Regions from separate parts of the Danio rerio genome. Here region 2 is linked to region 1. The links are chromatin contacts, called in public Hi-C maps. All regions are on one chromosome and are shown on one strand. The core of a region is the stretch at or near the end of the contact, and the rest is flanking DNA. Distances in the headings are between cores, read along the strand shown.

What was found. Hi-C and Micro-C count contacts between places; a contact is called where the count stands out from the background.
Region 2: a contact with region 1 is called in a Hi-C map of hematopoietic stem cells, with 2.1 times the contacts expected there. The contact joins the promoter of bcl2l1 here to the promoter of nsfl1c in region 1. A contact is called at or near these places in 2 of 18 Hi-C or Micro-C datasets (caudal fin and hematopoietic stem cells) and 1 of 4 datasets of contacts at active chromatin or transcription factors (embryo).

Annotation. Positions count from the first base shown.
Region 1 is chr23:21,705,985-21,713,540 of GRCz12tu, forward strand. It overlaps nsfl1c (NSFL1 (p97) cofactor (p47)), which reads right to left and starts at 2,613. Exons shown (of 10, transcript NM_001007446.1): 1 at 2,497-2,613; 2 at 2,081-2,328; 3 at 1,472-1,569; 4 at 1,295-1,369. The coding sequence starts at 2,182.
Region 2 is chr23:21,880,693-21,888,248 of GRCz12tu, forward strand. It overlaps bcl2l1 (BCL2 like 1), which reads right to left and starts at 3,919. Exons shown (of 3, transcript NM_131807.1): 1 at 3,818-3,919; 2 at 1,662-2,360. The coding sequence starts at 2,234. It overlaps arfgef2 (ADP-ribosylation factor guanine nucleotide-exchange factor 2 (brefeldin A-inhibited)), which reads right to left. Exons shown (of 39, transcript XM_002666467.7): 39 at 7,552-7,556.

The DNA of each region.
Region 1 (7,556 bases), core at 1,363-3,862:
AATTACGACTTTTCTTCTACCATGTGGCACAGATTGGATATGGCCCAATTTTGTGTAAGCAGGAAAAAAAATCACATGTATTTCGATTTGCTTAAATCAGATTCAGGCCTTGTTCATATGTATATGATATGAATCGTATCCGTGTCCTCATGTCTGCAGTGCTTACACTAGATTGGATTTTTACCTGTCAATGCAAGCCGCGCATCATTAAAAACCATAGCGAATGACTTCAAGCCTGACACTTTCATTTAAAACAGACTTCAGCAGAGTTGCAAACCTTAAATCTCATACACGAGGACTTAAAAAGTGATATTGTCATGTGGCACAATTATTTAAGCATGTTAGCGAGAGAGAGAGCACAACAGCCGCAATATAAACTAACATAAAACTGTTGCATACATCACGCCATGGACATTACCTTAAAATGCCTACTGGTTTAAAACTGCCTAGATTAAAATAAGATGGTCAAACAAGATTTTTTTTGTCATAAACAATAGTAAAACAACTTGTCAAAAAGTATTTAAAAAAATAAACCCTGCAAACAGATTAAATACAGGAATGGAGAAAATGGCACTCTTTTATTATCAGCTGTCAGTCAGCGCCCGCTCTTTTTTTTCCTGGTCATTCCGCCTTTGCCATGTGCAGTGTAAATGTACACAATCAGATACAAGTCACTTTTAAAAAATGATGCAAGCAGGTCAACAACAAAAAAATCAGATTAAAGCCTTGGTTTTGTCCGACAAGAGTGTTATTCCTATCTATGTCTATCCATCTGTAAGTAACAAAAACATTTATCACTGTTGTAATCTCACCATGGAACATTGTAACCAATCAAACAGTCTGACATATTAATGACCTCATGTGGATCGCCAGAGTCAGTGTTTTGTTCTGATCGGCCTGTTTTAGACTGGGATTTAACTCACAATATTTACATGAGAACAAGGAAACAATGGTGTTTGAATTGCATGGTATGTTGTTAACATTTACTAAACTCTTATTTTTACACTACACTGAGGTATATAGAGACTGTCAATCCATGGCATCTTCAAATGGATGTTCAAAATGATATGATGTATCAACAATAAACCACATAATACTTTTTAATTGATCAAAACAGACAGATAATGTTCAGATAAGTGTTCAGTGACAAATACTGTAACTGTTAACTGCATGGATCAATAGTTGTTAGTGAAATCAGTATTGTCAATCTTATTGTTTCCCAGACAAAGATCATTAGAAAGTTGAGTTCATGGTCGATGACTTTAGCTGTCATTAAGTGTGAAAAAAAAGATACCTCTGGCCTTCCTCATCACCACTGTCATCATCATCCTCATGCATCAGATCTCTGAAGGATGTCACTCTGTGTTCGCTGAAATCAAATGAGACACCGTTAAACACAGCTCACTCTTACGACATGAACCCTACAGCATATCATCGAGGTCCAAATAGTTTATGGGTATAGCTGTGTAACCTGGGTCCTGTGGGTCGAGTGACAGATCCAGACTCTGGCTGAGGAAGAGTGGCAATATCATCTTCTCCTCCATCTTCAAAGAAATTAGCAAGAGCAAGCTAAAAACGGACCAAAAAAAAAGAGCTGTCACTTCATTCACACACTGACACGCAAACAGAACAGAAAAAACATCCATTATATACATTAACTAATTAGATGTTTCAGACTAATATTATGAATGACTAAGAAATAACACATTTTAGGATGTTTCAGGGCGAGACTAAATTAAACCACGAATGTAAACATGGGTATTTACCGACAAGGCCAAAGCTGCTAAGTTATAGCTTAATTTCTATGTAAAACACTCCGGGAATGTTTAAATATCTAAGCATTAGAGAAATACTGAGTGGCAAATCCCAAAGCGTGAATTTCAGCATTTGTGATCAACTAGATAAAGCAGTTTAAGAAAGTCCTGATGATTTTAATCAGGAGTGACTTGCACATTTTGTTAGCCGGTTACACCTCTGACTGGCTCTCGGTGCAGGCTTAAAGTCTCCTGAATTCTCGCCCGCAGAGCTTTTGATTTACAGCACAATCCTTCATTGATAAAGTGTCCGGTATGCTGCTGACCTGCAGGTCCCAGCCGGCGGACTCGAGGAAGAACCGGGCCCTCTCTTCATCAACATCAGTAACAGCGACGAATCCCCTCACCGCTTCTTCCCGCTCCGCCATTTTGATGTGTCACGCCGAGGAAGGATCCGACAAAACACGGGGCAAGCGAAAGCTGGTTCCGCTGTTTTGGAGCGCAATATTTTAGATTTAGACCAAGGTGCCCAAACTTTTTCTTATGAAGGGTCAAAAACCAAACTTCACTGAGGCTAGTGGGCCAAAGGTAAATAAATATAGTTAATTTATTTAATAATATTTAAAAATAAGAAGAAAACATTGGTGTATATTAACTAAAACAGCATCGTTTATTTTACATTTTAAAATGAACTTATTTCAGTAAAAACAAAAACATCTCATTTATATCAGAATAGACTTACTCTAGTTTTTGCCTGGAATTGCTCACAAACAAACAACAAACAAACAAACTAACAAAAAAGTTTACGCCAAATTAGAAATGATGATCTCCGTTAAAGACATGTTCACCCCAAGCATCTCCATCACAGCTACTCATTCTATTCTCAAATGTGATGCACTGGGCTGCATCAAACGTTACAATGGGCTAATTTTAGCTCGCGGGCCATATTTTGGGCATTTGTTTTAGACGATTTTCTGTTCTCAATTCAAACTTTTACAGATTGATTTTATAGTTGAAAACAGCTATTGTTTAATTTTAAAGATTTATAATATTAATCAAAAGAGCAAAAACATACAAACTTGAAGGATAAAAACGCACTATAATGAACAGATATAAATGACATTTAAAGTATTTTCACATAGTAAAAGAATAGTTGTTTAAATTCAAATTTAATTCGTAATAAAATAATTATAATGAAATAAATTAAGCTTGATTCCCAGAGATGGGTTGCGGCAGGAAGGGCATTTTCGCTGCGTAAAACATGTGCTGGATAAGTTGGCGGTTCGTTCTGCTGTGGCGACCCCGGATTAATAAAGCGACTAAGAAAATAAATGAATGAATGAATAAATTAAGCTTCAGAGCAGAAGAGACTTTTTTAACAAAATAGTTTTCCAAACTTCTGACTAGCAGTGTATATTTATTAAGTAGCTTATAAGTTAGCATTCTTTTTGATTGTATTATTGCAGATATTAGTAATTATTAGCAAATATAGGGAACATAATTAATATTAAAATTCAGTATGTTATTGTAGTATTTACTATGACAGAAAACCTTTGTAATATATTTATTAACCAGCAGATGGCAACACAGACCTTTTTGCTGGTCAACATTAATATGTCGTACATTTTCAGGTTCACATCATGTACCCGTCATATGGTATTGAAAAAGTTGTTAGTACATTATACACACACACACACACACACACACACACACACACACACACACACACACACACACACACACACACACACATATATATATATATATATATATATATATATATATATATATATATATATATATATATATATATATATATATATATATATATATATATATATATATATATATATAATTATTATAATGAAGTATGAAGTATTGTTTAAAGCATATGGTTGAATTTTAATTAATTAATTAATTAAAAATTAATTTACACATCATGTCTGTAATTATACCTAACATAAATGCTTCAGAATGAGATGTTAGGTACAATTACAGAAGTAACAATAAATTACAATAAATAAATAAATAAATAATTTAAACAAGCTTTAACCAATACTCCATACTTAATAAAATAAATGCTAAAAGTAATATAATATTATTAAAATATTATATTTGTATAAGAGTATTTTTTTTCAAAATGTTAAAAATTTAACTTTTTTTTCTGTGCAGTAACTGATACTTACTAAAAATAATTGATTACATTTTCCCGAAGATTTATTTTCCAAAGTAAAAAACTAGGTTGATTTATACATGCAATGATTTCACACAGGGAAGCTTTTACACACCAGCAGACAATGACTTATTTATTGTGTGACCTGGATTGGATATTTCCCTCTATATTCATGTATTAGCCACTGCTGATTCAAAGGTCCCTAAACAGAGGCGAAGTATGTGCTAAATGAGTTTTGGGAGGATGTAATTCAGCACATATTGTTTCTGCAGTTGCTTTGTAGTTTGTTTTAAAGCTGGTTTGATCTTCACAGATAATCAGGTTCTGACTAAACACCAGAGCATCGCTGTCATCATTCAGCCCCAAGCTTTCCTTTGCTATCAACTCACCGCAGCTGCTGCAAGACAGCAATATGCCCTCAAATGTAGGAGCTGGTTTTTAATCATCTTGCAGGGCCTAAAGGCAATTGAACACATTTTCTATTTTTATATGCATTATTGCTCTTCAGAAATGTGCCTCCTCTTTCTGAAGCTGCTTGGATCTTGAGACTGGATGTTGTATGTATCCTGTGCCACAGAAACATCAATATAAAGAAAGGCATTATGCAATATATTACATAACATTTTTATATATGTGGAATTAATGCTCATATATTTTATATATTTATTAAAACTGTCTTTCATGAACACCACACTGTAAAAATATATATAATCACTTAGTCCTGACAGCATGTTTTTAGTTCATTAAGTTACTCATTAAAGTTAATCATGTTCTGACTTAGGCAAGGCAGTGGCGCAGCAGGTAGTGCTGTTGCCTCACAGCAAGAAGGTCGCTGGGTCGCTGGTTCGAACCTTGGCTCAGTTGGTGTTTCTGTGTGGAGTTTGCATGTTCTTCCTGCCTTCCTGCCGTTGCATGGGTTTCCACCAGGTGCTCCAGTTTCCCCCACAGTCCAAAAACATGTGTGTGTAAATGTGGGTGTGGATGTTTCCCAGAGATGGGTTGCAGCTGGAAGGCATCCGCTGTGTTAAAACTTGCTGGATAAGTTGGCGGTTCATTCCGCTGTGGCGACCTCGGATTAATAAAGGGACTAAGCCGACAAGAAAATGAATGAAGAAAATGTTCTGACTTAATTTTATAAGTTATTCTAGCTGTTTAAAGTCAGTTTAACATAATGTAAGTTCAATGAATTCATAAGATTAATTTGATTCAGCTTAAAAATTAATCAAGGCAAATTAATTAAGGCATCCAGGATTTTTTTTACAGTGCAGGAAAAATGAAGAAACTAAAAGCAAGTACACTTCAAGTAGCAAAACTGCTGCCTTCAATTTTTTTAGTTCAATCAAATTAACATTTCTAGTCATCTGAAATTAACGTTTCTTACGTCAGTTAAACTGACTATAAATATTTGATTAAACTTTGTATAACTTAATAATATACAATTTATTTGAAACCTGATTAACATATTAAAATAACTTAAAGCAAGTAAAAATAATTTGTTTTCTTGATTTATTGTCAGATTTTTTACAGTTTATAAATGGCAACTAAAAATAAATATATTTAAAGAAACATGAAGTTCCTTTATTTCAGCTACACACTGATTACTATTTAATAAAAGGTTATGACAACAAATGTTTTTGTAAATTTAACTTATGTTAATACCTATTTTAACTATTTTTATGTTATACAACGTTTAGTTTAATGTTTTAGTCAGTTTGATTGATGTAAGTTAAAAAGAAGTTGAAGATTGAAGATTGAAAACAGTTGATTTAACTAAAAGATTGAAGGCAGCAAGAATGTATTCTCATTGTAGTTGCAACAGAAATATTAATTTTATTTTTCTTTAACTTTATTGAAGTCAGGAGTATTAGCCCCTCTTGGATTTTTTTCTTTTTTTAAATGTTTCTAAAATGATGTTTAACAGAGCAAGGAAATTTTCACAGTATGTCTGATAATATTATTTCTTCTGAAGAAAGTCTTTTGTGTTTTATTTTGTCTAGAATAAAATCAGTTTTTAATTTTTTAAAAACATTTTAAGGTCAAAATATTTTGCCCCTTTTAAGCTATATATATATATATATATATATGTCTACAGAACAAACCATCGTTATACAATAAATTGCCTAATTACTCTAACCTGCCTAGTTAACATAATTAACCTAGTTAAACCTTTAAATGTCACTTTAAGCTGTATAAAAGTGTCTTGAAAAATATCTAATAAAATATTATTTACTGTCATCATGGCAAAGATAAAATAAATCAGTAATTAGAAATGAGTTATTAAAACTATTATGATTAGAAATGTGATGAAAAAAACTTATCTCCGTAAAACAGAAAATGGGGGGGAATAAACAGGGGCGGCTAATAATTCTAACTTCAACTGTATTTAAGCTGCTAAAATATTAGAAAAATATTTAAACAAAAATGACTTAAACTTCACCTAAAATTTAAAAAAAGTATGTAAAATATAAAACAAAACAAATGCATGTTTCTAACATTTTTAGCAAACTGTAAAAAGTGAGATTAAAAAGTCATGACAACTTATGTTTTACATAACTTAATTTAGTAAGTTAATCAGGTTTCAACTCATTTTTTAAGGTTGACAAATTTTAAGTTGATGTTTTAAATCAGTTTATTTAATGCAAGTGAAAATGACCTGGTTATAAATTGGTTCAACTTAAAAATGTAGGTAAGCAACATATTTATTACAGTGCAGAAGTATAAATTCACAATGCACAATGAAAAGCATAAATACACAATGCTAGCATGTTTCTAACATGTTTGGCACATTTCTATCATGAATTAGCATTATTAGTATATTTCTATTATGCATTAACAAATGGAAGTTGCTATCATGGGCAACACGGTAGCTCAGTGGTTAGCACTACCGCCTCACAGCAAGAAGTTCACTACTTCGAGCCCCTGTTGGGTCAGTTGGCATTTCTGTGTGGAGTTTGCATTATCTTCCCATGTTGTCATGGGTTTTCTCCAGGTGCTCCGGCTTTCCCCACAGTCCAAAAACATGCGCTATAGTCTGAACTAATTTGGCCGTATAGTGTATGTGTGTGAATAAGAGTCTATGGATGTTTCCCTGTAATGGGTTGCAGCTGGAAGAACATACGCTGTGTAAAACATACGCTGGATAAGTTGGCGGTTCATTACAGTGTGGCAACCCTTGATGAATAAAAGGAATAGGGCAAAGGAAAATGAATGATTGAATGAAATTGCTATCAATATTATAAATTCAGAAGACGTTTTCCTCCAAAGTGAATTACAAATGAAAGGTTAGCACACACTTAACATGTTTTTCAGTATTTGAAAAGCAATATTTTTCCCAGTTATGGGTTGCGGCTGAAAGGGCATTCGCTGCGTAAAACATTTGCTAGATAAGTTGGCGGTTCATTCCGCTGTGGCGACCCCAGATCAATAAAAGGGACTAAGCCAAAAGAAAATGAATGAAGGCATAAAATGCAATATTTCAGTACATTTACAATATTCTGTATATTTTCAATATAATATCTATTTTGATATATTGATTGATCAAATGTGAGAAAATATAATACATGTGATGTCACTGTTCATCATACAATGAGGAATCAAAGAACGCTCAAATTATAGATGTACCAGATAAA
Region 2 (7,556 bases), core at 2,669-5,168, 180 kb after region 1:
AAAAACAAATTTGATTAACTTAATAAATATTACACAATTTATTGTAGATAAGTTAAAGTTATGATTCACTTGTCTAAAACGGCAATAACAATAGGTTTGAATTCTATAACATCTTGCTTATCCAACCAATGGCAAAGCATCCAAATTTGCTTATCCACCCAATGGCAGAGATTGTTTTTGACTATTATGTGGCCTAATGTTTTCATTCTTGTGGTCACATGACAAGATCCAAATTTAGATAAAATGACGTTTTGACTTTTGCTTTCTACTTGCTTCCGGATTCTTTGTGCAATCAGACATCACAAGACAGCAAAAAGGAACGTCAGTGTAGGAAAAAAATGCATCTCCTAGAGCAAAACAAAACAACACGCACGTTCTGTACATGACACATTGGCAAATGAAAAGTAATATTCAAAATGATATAAACAGCATGAAAACCAGTCTGCCAATCACAGCGTCTGTTCTATGCACCAACTAATAAAACAGCCGTGTTAAAAATGACCTTTCAATCCACTTCCATATCTGACTGCCACTACACACCCAATCAGATCACAGCCCTGATCACAAAGAGAAAAGGCTGAGTTGGCCAGGACCCCTCCATTACCTGCCACCCGTCCAGTCTCTACATAAAGCGAACCAGCACAAAGGATTTTCACATGACTTTACTCATGCTCGCCTTTCATCAACTGGACAGCTGACCAAGGGGGAAAAACATGAAGAGAAAAAGTGAAATCAACAAAAATACAATAGATAAAAGGAACACAATGAACTACCAGTGAATCCCCCTCTATTTTCTAAAATATGTGCTCATCTCCATTTGGACTCTGATCTGTTCTGTAGAAATCTGATTGAAAATGAAGACTATGGAGATCAATAATGACCAGTGGCTGTGGCTCTGCTATCTTATCTGCCATTCCTTTCCCCTCCACAGAGTTACAGCATCCCCACCCAGGCCCAAGAGAAAGGCAGGCGCTAAAAACAGCCCCTTTTTGGACCCAAGGGAGCTAGCAGATTTGACCATGCGAAACACACTCTTTCATCAATAACATCCACTTTTCCTGGAATAATATAGCCTTGTAAAAGCTTCACACAAAACCCCAAAAGACAACAAGTCTAGTAGGGACATAAGCCTTTAAATGAGTAGTTCAGCTAAAAAAAATTTAAAAATGCATTGGTCAATACTGATAACTTTTAAATGGCTATTTCGAAGCAATAAAAAAGCAGTAAAGCAGTAAAAAAAATCATACAACAAACAAATACATTGGATTTTCTTACTTAACTGAAGAAAACAGGGAAACTCCAAGGATACATATGTATCTTTCTTTCCATGAATTATTAACAAACTGCAATGGTCCTCTAATTAAAATATCCTACGATTCTACTGGTTGATTAATTTAGATTTATTAGAGAATAAAATACCTTCGGGTTCACCCAAAGTCTTATTGGTTTGTGACAAAATGAGGGTGAAAACCTTATTTTTTAAGGGGTAGACGTGCCTTGTAACAAAACTTTTTACTTCAAGGTTGCCCATATAGTTTGTTTGTTTTTTTAATCTTTGAAAAGTCTTTATATTAAACAGGACAATCTGACACATTGAACATACATAAATGCTGACTGAAGAAGAATAAGGTAGGTTAAAAAACAAGTAAATTTTAACTCACCCATCCTCCTTGGCTTTGGATCCAGGGTTGAATATGGTTGTCTAGGTAGACGGTCATCCATTCTGCGATGCGTCCCACAAGCGGACTCATCTCCTTCTCCACACACTCGACGCACAGAGCCCCTCCGAATGCGAACAACCCCACGATTCGGCCCCAGTTGACGCCGTCGCGAAACACCTCATCCATCACGCTCTCGAAGCTCTGGTACGCTGTGGCGGGTGTGATGTGGAGCTGTGAGGAAAGATCGTTGAATGCTCTGGAATAGCGCAGCTCAAACTCGTTGGCAGAATCACGGAGCGCCTCCTTCACTGCGTCTAGACCCCCAGACCCATTTGTTTGACGCTGGGGGGATGAAGCAGGGGATTGTGGTGGGGTCCCAGTGGAACTAGCGTTCGTTCTATTCATGGTGCCATTAACAAGAGTTGTCGCTCCTGCTGCCCCCTCGCCATTCTCTTCAGCCCCATCAGTCCGATTTGTGTCTTCTGTAAGTCCAATGTGGTTGCAGGGGTAGTTCCTCTGCGAGAGTTTATATTTGATAAAAAATACCACCAGTTCTCGGTTATAGTAAGACATAATTCAGGTTGTTGCTCGTTCTCCGATGTCTAGATATCCACTAGCTGTTTCTCAGAACACAGTGCACACCCTTGCGTCCTGCTCAGGCTTCTGCCGACGCTCAGGGATGGTGCAATGGCTCATACCCTGTGGTAAGACAACAGTGCAATGAATTGATCCATAAATACGCAATCATCTTCACAAACAGGCAGAGGAGGGGGGTCAGGGTGAAACTTTGGAAGAGGTTAAGGGGCACTGAAGATAAACAGCTTTTTTCACCACCTAAAACCCTCTTACTTAATGAAGAGCTTGATCAAAGGAACAGATGGTAGCCTCTCATCACCTGCCTCCTATGAAAAACATGGACAATTTCCCCTCTCCCCTTGTCCAAGACAAGGCTAAATGTACACTGACCTTGACATGAGTGAATTTTAAACAGCAGGGGGGCACAAATGGCCAACGTGGCTGGAATTATGATTCCCTCATTCGAACAAATCCATAACGGACCTTCTTTGTAGTGCCAGAAGAACTAGCCAAGAGTCACAGACAAAAGATTCCCCAAGGTGTTTTTCATTAGGGGTGCTTTTTACAATGTTTGCTCAGTGTATCTGTATCACTAATCTCTCTTAAACATATAGAACAGTTTGGAGTTATTGATTATAGATCAAATTTACACAGCACTATTTTCTAATTATAAACTCCAATCAAAAGGATTCATTTTTTTCGAGACAACTCCCTAATTCAATGGGCAGCTAGACAGACAGACAGACAGAGACACAATGACTGACATCCAGATAAAATGATCGTTCATGTGTAGAGATTTTCGAAATATCTACATTAAAGAAGAAACGGATTAAAGGCTAAGTTTGTGCTGAATTCGTCTATTTGAGTGCATGGGATGTTCACGCGCTGCATTATCTGATAGCTCGTGGGAAGAGCGCGAGAGTTCTCAGGAAACACTGGATCAGCCAAAAACACGTGCTGACAACAACGAAGCTCAGAGCACAACACATGGCCATCTCAACGCAGCTCTGTGTGTGGCGTGAAAATGACAAAAAACACACATTTCATAGCATTTTTTATTACACTTACTAAGAAATGACTCACTCTTAGTCCGAAATGTGACGCAAAATTTCATCATTAAATAAGAAACACCGCCTTTTATTGAACACGTGTAATGTTATGTATATTTACTGAAGTGGAAGCACGTATTGATGTCGCTGGATTGATCGATGAGTGAATAATTATTCTAATAAAGGCGACACGCGGTGTGTTTACAAACACCAGGTCAACTCACACAGCACAAACACATTCCTGTATACAGCAGCAGCACATGCGCGGCCACGAGAGAGTGTATGGATGCCATACCTCCCAAACACATAAACACACAGAGCTATTCCGCGCTGTCTTATGTTAGTGATCTCAAATAACAACATTTAAAGCTGACACGAGACTGAAGCAAAGATATTATCGAGCAATTTGTTAGAAATTAACCAACACACAAGTCTTGCGTTAACATTTGTCTACTTTATCTTAAGTTATCGCGCTTATTGACAACGTTTACGATAATGACAACACAGAGAGCAAAAGAGCACTGAGCTTACCATAACACAATCTGCTTACTCTTCCCGTAGATTAGTCAACCAAGCAAACAAGCCCTCGAAATTTAGGATAGTTACAGATTAAGCGAGGAAATTAAACAGAAAGCGTGGCAGATCAAAAGTAATACTGTATGTTTGGAAAAAAGCGAGTAAGTGCTAGATATTTCTGTTTAAGGCAGACCTCCCCTCTCTGTGATAGGATATATGATCACCTACATGCGTGACGTGATCAGCCATTACGTAATAAGGCTCCATTATAGGCCCATAACACAGAGGCCGTGCGGAAACAACCAGTCAGTTCTGTCTGGGAAGTAAGAGCAATACTGATCACTTTCAGAGAGGAGCTCGCGCAGAGTCAACCGAGCACGAGAAAACGCTCATTAAAAGGGTCCAATTATTAGCCAAATATCCAAACAAAAATCATAAGCAGCTGGGAAGAGCTTCCCAAACGTCGGCCTGCTAACGTTAAGGAGAAAGGCTGGATGCGGATTATTCTAGATTATTCTCCTGAATCAGTTTAGCATAAATGATTCACGCGTGTGAGTAAAATTGAACAGCCCATGTAACGTTATGTTTAATTCACGAACGAATATGATGCATTTCTGCACACATTACAGTCACGAAAACCACGAGCAAGAGAGCAAATTAATAACAAGCCCTATATAATTTATGGCTCTTACTTGGCCAGGAATGCGTTTCCTGTAAAAATCCAAGTCAACTACGTCAATCTTTCCTCCCTCGGCTAGCTAGCCGTGTAGCTGCTAGCGTCATGGAAGATGGACTGGCTCACCGTGGTAACACCAAATCGCTTGTAAGCGGCTGTAAAGACCCACACCCCTATCGTAGACCATTTGTACTTACTCAGATATTTGAGAGGGCAAATTCATGATGTCCCGCATGATCGATGTGGGTGTTCGTCCTCGGTCTGTGCGGAGCCGCTGTCAGCAGCGCATTCGGTGCAGCGAGCATTCAGCGGCGCAGCGCTCACTCAGTTCCGCCCCTTCAGACTCAGAGCTGCTCTTTAAAACCCAGGAGCAGTTTCATTTATTATTGCAGCAGATCAGATGAGCTCTGCCTGTGCTGGAGTTTTACTGGAGTTGGATTTTACTCACTCCAAAGTCCGTTAGCTAAAGCTTTGTATCATTTGAAAAGCAACAAATTTAGTATATATAATTTAAAACGTCCATTGAGCGTAATTCTGAAATCTAAATTTAACTTCGCAACTTTTACACGTTATCTGTCACTGATATAAATCCCCCTCTTCAGATTTCCTTATCTGTTCACTAATGTTTTGTTCCGAACACTTGACAGGCGTTATGAATGTTAATGTTATTAACCGCAAATGGCTCGCGCTCGTTAAACAAAGAGTGGCAGAATTACTATGGTAACCTTTGTTACCCCCAAACGCGTTTCACTGACAGCGACACCACGTGGTGTATTCAGCTCTTCCCGTTACTAACATCAGGCAAGGCCTTCACTTTTACCTTTTAAAAACTCGTCAAGAGCCTCTATAAGAGGGGTGCCAATACTTTTTCGTATGAAGGGCGAAAAACCAAATGCCGATGATAAATAAACCGAACTAAGTTAGATTAAAGTCGCCATGGGTCATATCCTAATTTATTACCTAATAATTAAAAATGAGTAAACATCACTTTGAATCGTATAACCTAATGCAATATATCTTTTTCATTATAACTACTGCAATAAAAACATAAACGGTCATATGTATAACACAATGGAGAATACACTGAATACACTAATCAAGCAGAATCTGCCTTGCCTTGATTTGCTTCCCAAAGTTTTCTATCCGTCGGGTGACAATATGTACATTTTAAGCTAAATCTGATTATTTGACACCATTTAAATGGAAACGTTTAATTTCACTTAGCCTTTTTTTTGTTAGCTTAATACAACAAACTAATAAAAGTTCACATTAAATTTGAAATGACAATGTCTGAACCATCCTCGGGCTAAATCAAAGGTTACCATGGGCCAACTTTGGCCCGTGGGCCCTAGTTTGGGCATCTCTGCTCTATTTAAACTTTTAAAGTATAGACCTAAAGCATTATATAAACTTAAAACAAATCTTGTACAATAACATATTACTCATTTGAAATGATTAAAGTTATGAATTAGTTGACAGAAATGTCTTCAATAAAGAAGAAACAGTTAAAGGACAATGAAACCCCCCTCTTTCAGCTCAAGTCTACCTCAGAATTTTTTCAAAAGATTTTACAAAGTTAAAATGCAAAGAAATAAGGAATAAATTAATGTCCTGCTACATATGTTCCACAATTTGTTATATCATTATAAAGATAATCATGTAAACACTATAAATGAGGAGGACTTCTCTCCTTCTGAATCACCGGGGTTGAATGCAGATACAGTGGATAGCAGTGCAGCAGGTCTCTTTCCCTGTCTGTTTCAACCAATAGCCCTACCGGCAATCTGTGGGATTTTAAACATGGCGAACACAGCAGCACGGATATAGGCGATGTGTTTGAATAGTAACAAACTCAACTGATAAAAGACAAAGTCTGCCATCCTCCAATTCTCGTACAGCCCTCCTGACAAAAATGTTTGCTGCAAACCAACAGCTTTGTGGGGAAAAAAAAAACATCCAACAAACCCTGTGAATCATGGAAACAAACGCATAACATTACGACCCTTCATAAACAGCTAAATACTGCTAGCCATGAGCAGACGCAGTCTCACCTAGTCATTGGGTCTCACTGCTTGGCAGGTCTGCTATGACTTCGGAAAGCTCTCATGAATAATTAAGATGAAGGGTCTTCTCATAGGATAAGAACACTCAGCTATGAATAATAATGAGAAACTCCAAACATCACTCTACTTGCAGATTTGCAATTTGTCAAAGATTTTGATTCTGCCCCAAAAATTATTTCAAACCAAGAAGATGAAATTAACCAACAACAGCTGAAAATTATCCAGTTTTCCCCACATTTAAAGCTGACAGGTGCTAATGTTGACTTAAATGATGCTTCGCACACACAAATCTGTGAAGAGTTCTCAAGAATGTCTTAAACCTTTAAAGAAAAGGGAGTTTTAAACATCAGAGAATATTTGCAAAATCCTTCATGTCGTCTGAATTTGTCTTCTAAAATGAACATTTTTCTTAGCCTCCAATGTTTATGTTCAGTCATATTGAGCATTTCCTGGTCCTAAAATTAGACGTTCCCCCTCCACTTCTGTGTTTTAAAGACCTGTCTATTTTCTCTCGCTCTTAATACTCCATGACCGTTTCTATTTGGTAAATGTTTCTTGTATATTCTGCTTTCTTCTAATCTTTAGTACTACTATGTACACACTTTGGTTGTTTGTGAATGTGCTTTCTAAATAAATATTCTATTGTATTGTAAATGACCAAACCTGCACACAGGAGTCCGAGAAGTCTCAATTGAAACATTTCAGACAGAAGTTCTTAATATTTCACCCACATTTTGAAAACCCTTCACTCTTCAAGATATTTGCCATTGATGGTTACATGAAGAACCTGTAAAATCCACCATTGCACAAAGACTTTAGATTATGAAATGGTTCCTCAAACTACATTCATCACTGTGAAAAAGCTTTTTAGTTCCTCCCGGCACCTTTATTTTTAAGAGTGTTTTCTGTGTTTGTTATGTATATAAAACACTTGATACAGACACCAAAAAGAAGATGCCTCATATCTGCCCCTCTACATCCTTCAACACAGGAACAAATCCAGGATCAAATTCAC